Linked DNA regions of Triticum aestivum: region 1 is linked to region 2. Evidence: chromatin contacts called from public HiCAR-type data. All regions are on one chromosome and are shown on one strand. The core of a region is the stretch at or near the end of the contact, and the rest is flanking DNA. Distances in the headings are between cores, read along the strand shown.

The links. HiCAR-type assays count read pairs that join an accessible place to other places.
Region 1: a contact with region 2 is called in a HiCAR-type map of leaf, with 4 times the contacts expected there. The contact joins the promoter of LOC123082970 here to the promoter of LOC123087953 in region 2. A contact is called at or near these places in 1 of 5 Hi-C or Micro-C datasets (leaf) and 1 of 1 datasets of contacts at active chromatin or transcription factors (leaf).

The regions. Positions count from the first base shown.
Region 1 is chr4A:663,484,487-663,489,645 of IWGSC CS RefSeq v2.1, reverse strand. It overlaps LOC123082970, which reads right to left and starts at 3,481. Exons shown (of 1, transcript XM_044505146.1): 1 at 2,568-3,481. The coding sequence starts at 3,333. The coding sequence ends at 3,001. It overlaps LOC123082971, which reads right to left and starts at 683. Exons shown (of 1, transcript XM_044505147.1): 1 at 189-683. The coding sequence starts at 617. The coding sequence ends at 240.
Region 2 is chr4A:663,338,703-663,343,978 of IWGSC CS RefSeq v2.1, reverse strand. LOC123087953 reads left to right here and starts at 1,827. Exons shown (of 1, transcript XM_044510070.1): 1 at 1,827-2,587. The coding sequence starts at 2,015. The coding sequence ends at 2,353. It overlaps LOC123084220, which reads left to right and starts at 2,891. Exons shown (of 9, transcript XM_044505940.1): 1 at 2,891-2,895; 2 at 3,223-3,604; 3 at 3,757-3,863; 4 at 3,962-4,184; 5 at 4,406-4,553. The coding sequence starts at 2,891.

The DNA.
Region 1 (5,159 bases), core at 2,232-4,731, 140 kb before region 2:
GGATGGCGACGGCAGATGATTCCACCCGCCACCAACCCAGTTCTTCATCCAAAAAATCTCAAAGAAAAAAGGGAAACCTTTTCCCGACCAAACCAATTCTCCATCTCCGAGTAAACTACATACATGTATCGGCTGCCTCGCATTGAGAACCGATTGGTACATTAAAATTGATTCATTGATTTCCTATATGTATGTATACATGATGTTACGCGTACACTGCTACTGCTAACTATACCTCGCTACGTACGATTTCCCCGGTGGTATAAACTGCTTTTACATAGTGAAGAAGAAAATTCAGAGGGACAGAGGGCCATGGCGACGGCTCGGGAGGCCGGCACCGGCAAGGGCGGCAGGCGCGAGCTGAAGTTCCTGTACATGTAGGTCGCATCCTCTGCTTCCGCGCCGTCGTCGAAGTTGAGCGCGTAGCTGAGCGGGTCGTACCTGAACTCCCCCGCGGCCACCACGCGTCGCCTCCACCTGGCCCTTCCGCCACTATGCGGCCTCTCCCCACGGCTGCCGGGTGACGATGGCGAGCCGAAGCAGCCGCACACGGCGGTCCGCAGCTTGTGGCGCACCGCCGGCGGCGAGTATGGCGAAGTGGACTCCATAGCGTCCATGGAGTCTGCCTTGATGCTACTGTGCTTCAGCCGGTAGAAGCTAGGGATGGATGTGGGTTGTCAGAGTTGTGGGGTGTGTGACAGTGTGCCCTGCTGCTGGAGGGGACACTGTATGGTATAAGCCAAAAATTGAAGTAAAAAGCACATATTCAGAAGGGTTTTGGTTTTTCTGCCTAAGTGAAAAGCTGCAAAAGCAGAAATAAAAGCTCAAACAGACAGAGCTTGTCCAGCCCAAGCGTGGTTTGCTTCCGAGCTCTCTCTGAGAGTAAAATAACGAGATCGGTACTATTCTCAGAGCGCGGCTTTGTCGTCGCTCCTCATCTGCCAAATCGGCAAATCGCAGAACAATCCAAACTTGGCTCGATCCTTTCCACTCTCGCTATCCTCGAAACGAACCGGAGAGCACACGGAATCCCACATGGTCGCCGGGCCTCTCTAAGAACATGGTTAATAATACAACCAACGGTCGGCTATAAGAATTTGTCATGTCATTTATAGCCAACCTCTTAGCTGGCATATACAATAGTAAGTTTTAAATATGTACTAGTTTATCAATAGTTGGCCCACCTTACATCCTCATAAAGTGTCTTGAGTCTCGTGTTGCAGCTGGCAGTGGCGGAGCCAAAAATTTTGTGGAGCCTGGGCAAGTTGAGCACAAGTGTATAATCTGGAAATCTAAAACCGGGTATTTAAATACACAACATATAATACAACACAAAACTTTTGAACCACAAATCCTCATTAAAAATGAAATGAAAACATAAACGTAATAGTCTAACAAAATAAAGTTCAATAGAGTAAATAAAGATGAGACTTGAAAACAGAGGCAAACTCGCCATGTTTCCAACAAAAGTAAAGTTGTCCATACCAATTGTCATTGTGCAATTTCTTTCACCATGATCAAAAGCATCTCTGATTTGTTCATTTTTGTCACAAGAAAAACATATAATCATCTTTGCATAAAGGTGAACTCGCCATGTTGCCAAAGTCCTAAAAGACACTACAAGATAAAAGAATGAATTTGTAACTGAAATTAATTTAGTTGTGGGATGTGAATATATTCAAAATAGTAAGTTTGCAAGAATAGAGATGGTCAGATGGAACATACCAATAGTGCGCTAAAGAAAATTACGAGGCAAATGCCCTTTCCGAGACTTCATTGCAGTAAATGTTTGAACATCCTTATCATCAACTGATTTGAATAACTCCCACTTGGTGTAGCAGCATATCATCAAGTCATTGAACCATTCATTATTGGTTCTCCTCTCTCTCCTCTTCTCTCTCTTTCAACTAAGCAAAAATATACTCCCTCCGTCCGAAAAAACTTGTCATCAAAATTGATAAAAATGGATGTATTTAAAACTAAAATACATCTAGATACATCCCCGTTTATCCATTTTGATGACAAGTATTTTTCGGACGGAGGTAGTATTATTCTATTTCTTATAGTCAGCTTATCTCATCCTATTGTACTTGCTCTAACCCAATTCCCCACATGTCACGCATATTTATTGTAGTGTTAGGCCAGTCCGATACTAGTATGTGTCCATATGTAGCTGTCGATTGTTTTTTGAGAACATAAAGTGGATCCAAGCAGTCCATATGTAGCTGCCTGGGCTCGTTTCAGTGGAACCGAGGCCCTCCCCTGTTTTCCTGACAGAATAGAAAGAAAGAAAACAAGAAAGAAAGAAAGAAAGTGCAGAGGAAGATTTTTCTTGGTATGTGACAATCGGCGCGAAAGCTCCACTCGTGAGAGCTGACAAGCTACACGAGCGGATAAGCCAGTGGAGCTGGCTCTTCAAGATTTTTCTTCCCGCGTGTGTGCGGTCGATTCGAGTTTTTTTTTACTGTTCGCTACTCGCAAATCCTTTGCAGCACCCTTTCACCCACGTACAGTAGTACGTACTCCCTCTGTAAACTAATATAAGAGCGTTTAGAACACTACTTTAATAATCTAAACGCTCTTATATTAGTTTACGGAGGGAGTACATCGTTGGATACGCGCAGCCCACACGGTGGATGGCGACGGCAGATGATTCCATTTCCACCCACCACCAACCCGGCCAAGGTTTAACTTCCTTCACAGTTCATCATCCAAAAGAAAAGGAAGCCTTTTCCCGATCAAACCAATTCTTCATCTTGCATTGAGAACCGACGGAACACTAAAATTGGTTGATCGATTCCTATTATCCTATATGTATACACTATACAATGATGCTACTGGTACACTGCCGCTACATCGCTGCGATTTGCACGGCCGTATAAAATGCTTTCACAGAGTTAATACAGTTTCACTTGGAGAAGAAGAAGAATCAGAGAGACAGAAAGGTACAGAAGCAGCAAAGGACGGCCGACAGCTACTTGTACGATTCGATTGGCGACTTCAGGCGATGGCGACGGCTCGGGAGGCCGGCGCCGGCGAGGGCGGCAGGCGCGAGTTGAAGTTCCGGTACGGGAAGGCCGCGTCCTCTGCTTCCGCGCCGTCATCGCTGCCGCTGGCGCCGTCGTCGAAGTTGAGCGCGTAGCTGAGCGGGTCGTACCTGAACTCCCCCGCGGCCGCCACGCGCCTCCTCCACCTGGCCCTGCCGCTGTTTTGTGGCCTCTCCCCGCCGCTACCCGGCGACGACGGCGAGCCGAAGCAGCCGCATACGGTGGTCCGCAGCTTGTGGCGCAGTGACGGTGGCGAGTAGGACGAAGAGGACTCCACAGCGTCCATGGAGTCTGCCTCTGTCTTGGTGCTAGTGTGCTTCAGCTGGTAGAAGCTAGAGATGGATGTGGGTTGTCGATCGAGTTCTGGGGTGTGTGACGGTGTGCTCTGCTGCTGTAGAAGATAGGCGGAGGTGGGCAGGACTAAATAGGAAGAGTGGAAAAAAGACTGGACCAAGACAGGGGCCGGTGACGGCGTGAAGGGTAAGAGACGCGGGGAAGCAAGCAAGCAAAGCTATCGCCGTAGCGCACGCGTGCGGTTAGACGTGAGGGTGTTCTGGGGATTTCGCGGGGCTTCGCTGCCGTTGGGACGGGAGGGAGGAGGGCGATGGCAACGGTCGGTCTTCGTGCAAGCTGTCGCAATGCACAGAGAGAGAGACAGCTGACCGTGGCAACAACGGTAACAGTGGTAGCTTAGCTGCAAGTGCAGCTCAGACCTTCGTTCAGTGCACTTATACAGGCTTTGGTTCTCTTTTTGTTTACCATAATTGGCCGTTGTTGTCTTTCAAGTGTCAAACAGCTGGTACTCTTATTTTTTTTTCCTCGAAGAAGAAACACTTGGCACTTTTCTCTCTTTTAAAGGAGATCAACATCTGATCCTCACGCGGACGTACGCTATGGCTCCATTCACTTACTACATTCGCATCATACAGAAAAGAGCACGATAAAAAGCACTGACACGGCCGACCGAATAGGATGCCAAACCTCCCGGCCTGGTGAAAGTGTTTCGTTCGATCCACGTCAGCCTTTTATAATTCCTGTGACAGCGACGGCGACTCTGCTCGAGTGAGCGCTCGGTCAAAACGTGCAGCCCGCAGGAGAAGCAAACTATCCTGCCTCCATGCAAGCGCCGTTGGTTTGGTTTTGCTGGCACCCTCCACGTAGCCTGCAGAAGCAACCAACACAACACGGAACATCCCGTGCGTGTTCCACACGCCCAATGCACATACTCTTCCGTTCTGAAAAGTCAAACTTTACAAATTTTGACTAGATTTACAAAGAAACCTATTTGTATGTACAATATCAAATATATGCAATATGAATATATGGCTTGTGATGTATCTAAAGATATGTATTTCTTATTCTAGATGTACATGTTTTTCTTTGTAAACTTGGTCAAAGTTTATGAAGTTTAACTTTTTTCTAAAAAATATACGCACTACATTGTGAAATGGAGAGAGTAGTATCGTACAGTAGTACAGTACTACTAGAGCAGGATAATGCTAGCTTCAGCCTTCGGGCTTGAGCACGTGAATGTTGCACCTTGCATGGTGGCAACATCCAATCATTTGGATCACAGGGTTCTCAACCGATTTGATCTGATTAGTCCGGCAATGGTGTTGTGCCCATTCTATGAATCACACGATGCTCTTGCAAAGTCGGAGCCTCGAAGAATATATCAAGCTCAACCTTTTTCTGGACCCCCACCAGAAGTTTCTAACCAAGCGAGTTAGATCGTCACGAACTGTCAGGGGTTGTTTGAACACTCCAACTACATAAATTGGGAGAGCCTAGTAGATTTGATTATAACCTCTCTGGCCGCTTACGAGAGCGTTCAAATGTTGTGTCCAAGTCAACTGGTTTCTGAAGAGTAACCTGCACACGAATAGACTATTGCAGCCCATCCAAGAAGCGAGTAACATAGTGCAAAGCAACAGGGGTTGTCTCATAGGTAGATAACTTATCATATAATTCAGAGAATCGCTCAACATAATATTCTAATGTACTTGTCTCATTAATATGAAATATTATGTAAATGATTACCTGATGTTGATTGATGTTGATTGCAACCGAACCTGCTTTGAAGAAGCTGACATGATTTAGACCACGTGGCTT
Region 2 (5,276 bases), core at 578-3,077:
TTTGGTTTGGATCCTTCCGATCTACGTTATTTTTCATCGGCGGCGGTTGCTGTTCTGGGGTGCTGGTCCTATGGGGCCTTAGCACGACGACTTCCCGACTGTCTACTACAACAAGTTGTGCCCGGCTCCGGTGATGGAGGGGCGATGACGGCGACACGCCTTCGGCTCGCTTCGGTGCTTGTAGTCGTCGCTAGGTGGTCTACGGATCTGGATGTAATTTTTAATTTCTAGTGTTCGTTGTACTGCCATGATTGAAGATGAATAGATTGGAAGTTTTTTCGCAAAAAAAAAACAAGGACGCAGCACTATGTTATTGCACAGAACAATTTATCTAATTGAAAGAAGTTCACTAATTCAAGAAAAAGTTCATGAATTTGGAAAAGTTCACTAATTCCAGAAAAGTTAACAAATTTAAAAAAGTTCACAAGTTTGAAAAAAGTTCATGAATTTTTCGAAAAAGTTCATGAAATATAAAATAGTTCAAGAAAATTAAAAAAGTTCATCGATTTTCAAAAAGAGCTCATACATTTGAAAAAAGTTCATCGATTTTCAAAAAGAGCTCATACATTTGAAAAAAGTTCATCGATTTTCATGAAAGTTCACAAGTTTTGAAAAAAAGTTCATTGATTTTGATAAAATTCATCGAACTAGAAAAAAGTTCGTTGAATTTGAAAAAATAGTTCATCAAATTCAAAAAAGGTTCAAGAATTGGAAATAGTTCATCGATTTTACCAAAAAATAGTGAAAATTGACAAAAATTCACGCATTTATCATTTATCAAAAAGTGTACGAATAAAGGAAGAAAATAAAATAAAAAACCAAACAAAATCGTTCGAAAAAAACAGTAAGTAAATGAACTCAAAAGAAGGCAATCAGTCAAGCCTGAGGTAGGTGGCTCGGTGGTTGTCGCGGCGTTCTCGAAACCAGCAGGTCGCTGGTTCGAATCCTGCCTACATCACTGTTTTTCTCGATTTATTAAAATGAGAACACCATAAAATGGGCCGGCCCCCACATGAGCTGAGACCAAATGCACGTTAACCGGCACCTGCAGCTTCAAATAGGACTTGCCCTCGGGAGGCAACCGCGGCTGGAGATGGCTCTTATCCCAGCCGCCTCACTCGACGGATTGATCACGGGCAACTGGGATAGTAGCACTAGCGCTCAAGCTGAGCTTAATATATTGACCCTTTTTTCCTGGGCTGATCAGATCAGATCACTCTACGGACGTAAACTAATCAATTACTGGCGTGACGCCACCGCCCCACATGAGCTGAAACCAATTTCTTCGAAAAAAATGAGTTGAAACCAAACCACACGGACTAGGAGACGTGCAACGCATGGAGCAACAAGCAGTTTTGCGGCAAACCATACCAGCTGCGTGTTTGCGGATGCCGGACGTTTCTTCTACTTTGCCGATCGAGTTGCACGTTTTGAACAAGAGTCGCCGCCGCCATCGCGGCAACGGAAAGCAGTCTCTCCGTGGATCGCCGCATCCACCGATCGATCTCGTCCGTCCGTTGGTCGCCGCGGGCCGTACGACACGGGACCTTTCGCCTTCGCCGTGGTGCACCGAGGTATAGCATCCGATTCGTCCGGCGTTCACATCTGTTGGTTCGTTCTGCACGCATTTCTCCCATACAAAAAACACGGAGGCCCTTTAATTTTCTCCCGTCCTTTCGACCCGCCGTGTGCTTTCTTCTTCTACCATGTTCTGTCTGATGAGAAGGCGGTACGTCGCTACGGAGATACTGGCTGCTTGCTTTGCTTCCCCGCCGTCGCGTCGTGTGCGCGTCTCTTATACGCCCTTCACTCCGTCCCCGGCCCCCTGTCTGTCACTCCTTATCTGTCTTTTCCCGCCCTTCCGATTTAGTCCCGCCTGCCTTCTCCATCCACACCCACACCCAGCCCAGCAGCAGAGCACACACCTTCTCTCTCACACACACCCCTCTGAGCTCGACCAACCACATCATCTCCAACTCAACAAGTACTACAACGAGAACGACAGGCAGTCTCCATGGACGCGATGGAGTCCTCGTCGCCCTACTCGCTGCGCCAAAAGCTGCGGACCACCGTCTGCGGCTGCTTCGGATCACCGTCGTCGCCGGTCAGCAGCGCGGGGAGGCCGCACACCGGCGGCGGCAGGGCCAGGTGGAGGCGGCGCATGGCGGCCACGGGGGTGTTCCGGTACGACCCGCTGAGCTACGCGCTCAACTTCGACAACAGCGGTAGTGACGGCGGCGAGCGAGACACTAAGGACACCGCCTTCCACTTCCAGTACAGGAACTTCAGCTCGCGCCTGCCGCCCTTGCCGACACCGACTGCCGGGCGTGCCACCACGGTCGCCATCGCCTGAACTGAATCATAGTAGCAACCGTCGTTTATTACTTCTGTAGGTTCTGTCTCTCTGATTTCGTAAGCGATTCAGTAGCCAGTAGCAGCATACGTGGTACGTATAGGATTTTTTTGGGGTCAGTTTACCAGTGCAATATCCCGGTTGTTCCCCATGGAACCCAAGTACTTGTACAAGAATAATAAGCATTTGAACAATGGGTTTGTCTTCTGCTAGATGAACTGTGAGGGAAATTTACATCTCCTCCCCCTTTTCTCTTTGAAAGTTTGTTTGGTAGCGTGGTTGGCAGGGCGTCCGCTGCATGGGTGGAGGGGGGCAGTGCAAACAGAAAAGAAATTCCGGGTTTTACAATTTGGCGGCTACATGGGAACCTTTTTTTTTCTAATTATTTGCTGAGTTGTTCTTCTGCTACTCCCATGAAGTCTGAAGCTACCCGCGTGTTGACGACTACGTCAAGTGCAGTCGAATGAGTACACCCTCATTGCACCGGCGACCACCTATAGGGGTGTCGATCGAGGATGTTGGGACCGGCCACGACAGATGCTGTAACTATCGGAGAGGGAATGCTGTGGTGGGTGGGCTGCACTGCAATGGCGACGATCTCGTGCTCGATCGCCTGAAGCGGGGACAACGGGTGCTACAAGGGGCAACGACGAGTGCTACGAAAAGGATATAGTGGTGATGCGAGCGGCGAGCATGCTGCCTCCCGTGGCAGCCGGTGTTGCTGAGGTCGAAGACCAACGCTCGGTTGCGATGCGGGCCCGCGTCCCCCTTTTCTTTTCCCAGTGTGGAGCGCACATGCAGCAGAGAGGCCCAGTCGTGCGTGTGAAGGGGTTGACTTGATCCAACGACTCTAATTGCCGGAATCCAAGGGCTCGGGAGGTGATCGATCTAGAATCTAGTCGGTCGACCGGCGCAAGAGTGCTACCCCTAATATCGCGATGCAACGGCCGAAGGCGCGAACGGACGCAGCTGGCGCCACGCCTCAGCCCACCGCCACCACCACCCCACCCCTGCTCCTCTGCCAAAGAAGAGCATTTCTTTCCTTCCCTTCGCCGGCGCGTCTCCAGGCTCCAGGCTGCAATTGCTTTGCAGCTCCTTGTCGGCATCGCGGTCAGAGCCGGGGCGGCTTCCTGCTCCTCCTCCCCGTCGCTTCATCCCCCACGCGTCCCCTGCCGCCTTGGCCGCAGCCCGGGCCTGCCGCTGCCGGCTCGCCGGGTGGCCGTCGCTGCGGCAGCTATCGCCCTCGACCCGGTACGTACATACCTACGCCACTAGCCGATTCTAATCTCAGGGAAAGCAAGGGAGAAGGGACGCGTAGTGTGTGCTAGAAAAAAGGGGGAGCGATTGCATACAAGGTGTTTGATGTTATGCCAAGGTGAAACTGACGCTCACTATGCGAACAGTTTCAGGAGATCAAAACCGAGCTGAATGACGCCTCAAAAACTGAGGTGTTCGCATGCCCTGTTTGCTATGAACCGCTGATAAGGACAGGGCCGCCAGGCATGAACCTGTACGTCTAAAGTTCATGAGTTACGTTCTTTCATCTCTCATGCATATCTGTTGGCTGGATTAAGATTTATGTTGTTTTGGATTCTACGTGTGTCCCAGGCCAGCGATTTATAGGTCCGGATTCAAGTGTTCAAAATGCAACAAGTCATTCATCAGCAAAGATGTCTTCTTGGATCTCACTGTCACCTCAGGAATGAAAGAATACAGTGAACTCAAGCCTGCTAGAACCGAGCTGTTCAGGAGCCCGCTCGTCTCCTTTCTTTACGAGAGGGGGTGGCGTCAGAACTTGAATCGGAGTGACTTCCCTGGCCGCGACGAAGAGGTACATTTCTAGGCCGCCTCACTCTTCTATTGCATAGCCTTAAGTTGTTGCTGCTCACTAAGTTCTTAAATACCTGGCCTGTAAATTCATACATCAGTCGCAGGTAAGATTTGGTGCTTCATGTTTTGGTGTTGCAACAGAAAATGATCACCACTCTTTCATGTCTACATAATAGTCATGTTTTTATGCATATAATTCTGATCTATCGTTGGTTTTATCAGTTCCAAATGGCTCAAGACTATTTCCAATCAGTTGCTGGTGGTATACTCATTGATGTCAGCTGCGGCAGTGGCTTGTTTTCAAGGAAGTTTGCAAGCTCTGGGGCATACTCATCTGTGATTGCTTTGGACTTTTTTGAGAATATGCTCCGCCAACACTAGTAGAAAATAGGGCTTACTTTCGGGCAGAAAAGAGCATTAATCCCGGTTGCATTACGAACCGGGACTAATATGAGCATTAGTCCCGGTTCGAGCGGCTAGGGCACCGTACATGCATTAGTCCCGGTTCAAATCGGGCCTTTAGTCATGGTTGGTGCCACGAACTGGGACTAAAAGGTGCGATGCCCATTAGTACCGGTTCGTGGTACCAACCCGAACCGGTACTACAGTTTAGACCTTTAGTCCCGGTTCGAGCCACCAACCGGTACTAAATGGGTTTGAGGCATTAGTACCGGTTCATGACACGAACCAGTACTAAAGGTCCCATTTTCCAAGTCTTCCTCCCCCCCCCCCCCCCCGCGCGTGGATCGTCTTTTCAATTTTGTAAAAGCAAAAGAAAATGAATAAAAACTTCAAAAATTGAAATCCTTCCCAATGTATACATGTTAATACATGTACTAGTTAGGAAAATTTAAAAACTTAAATTTGGACATGTTTTGCAAAAAGTGTAGGGAAAATGTAAAACGGCTATAACTTTTGCATACGATGCCAGAAAAAAACGTATAATATATCAAAATATTCAGCATGAAAATTCGCATCCGATTTTGACAGCCTACGACCTGTTTGGAAATTTTTAGAATCCTCAAATTCTAAAAGGAAAAAAAGTTATGCTCAAATTTCAATTTTTTTTAAATTTTGGTTAAATCTGGTCAAA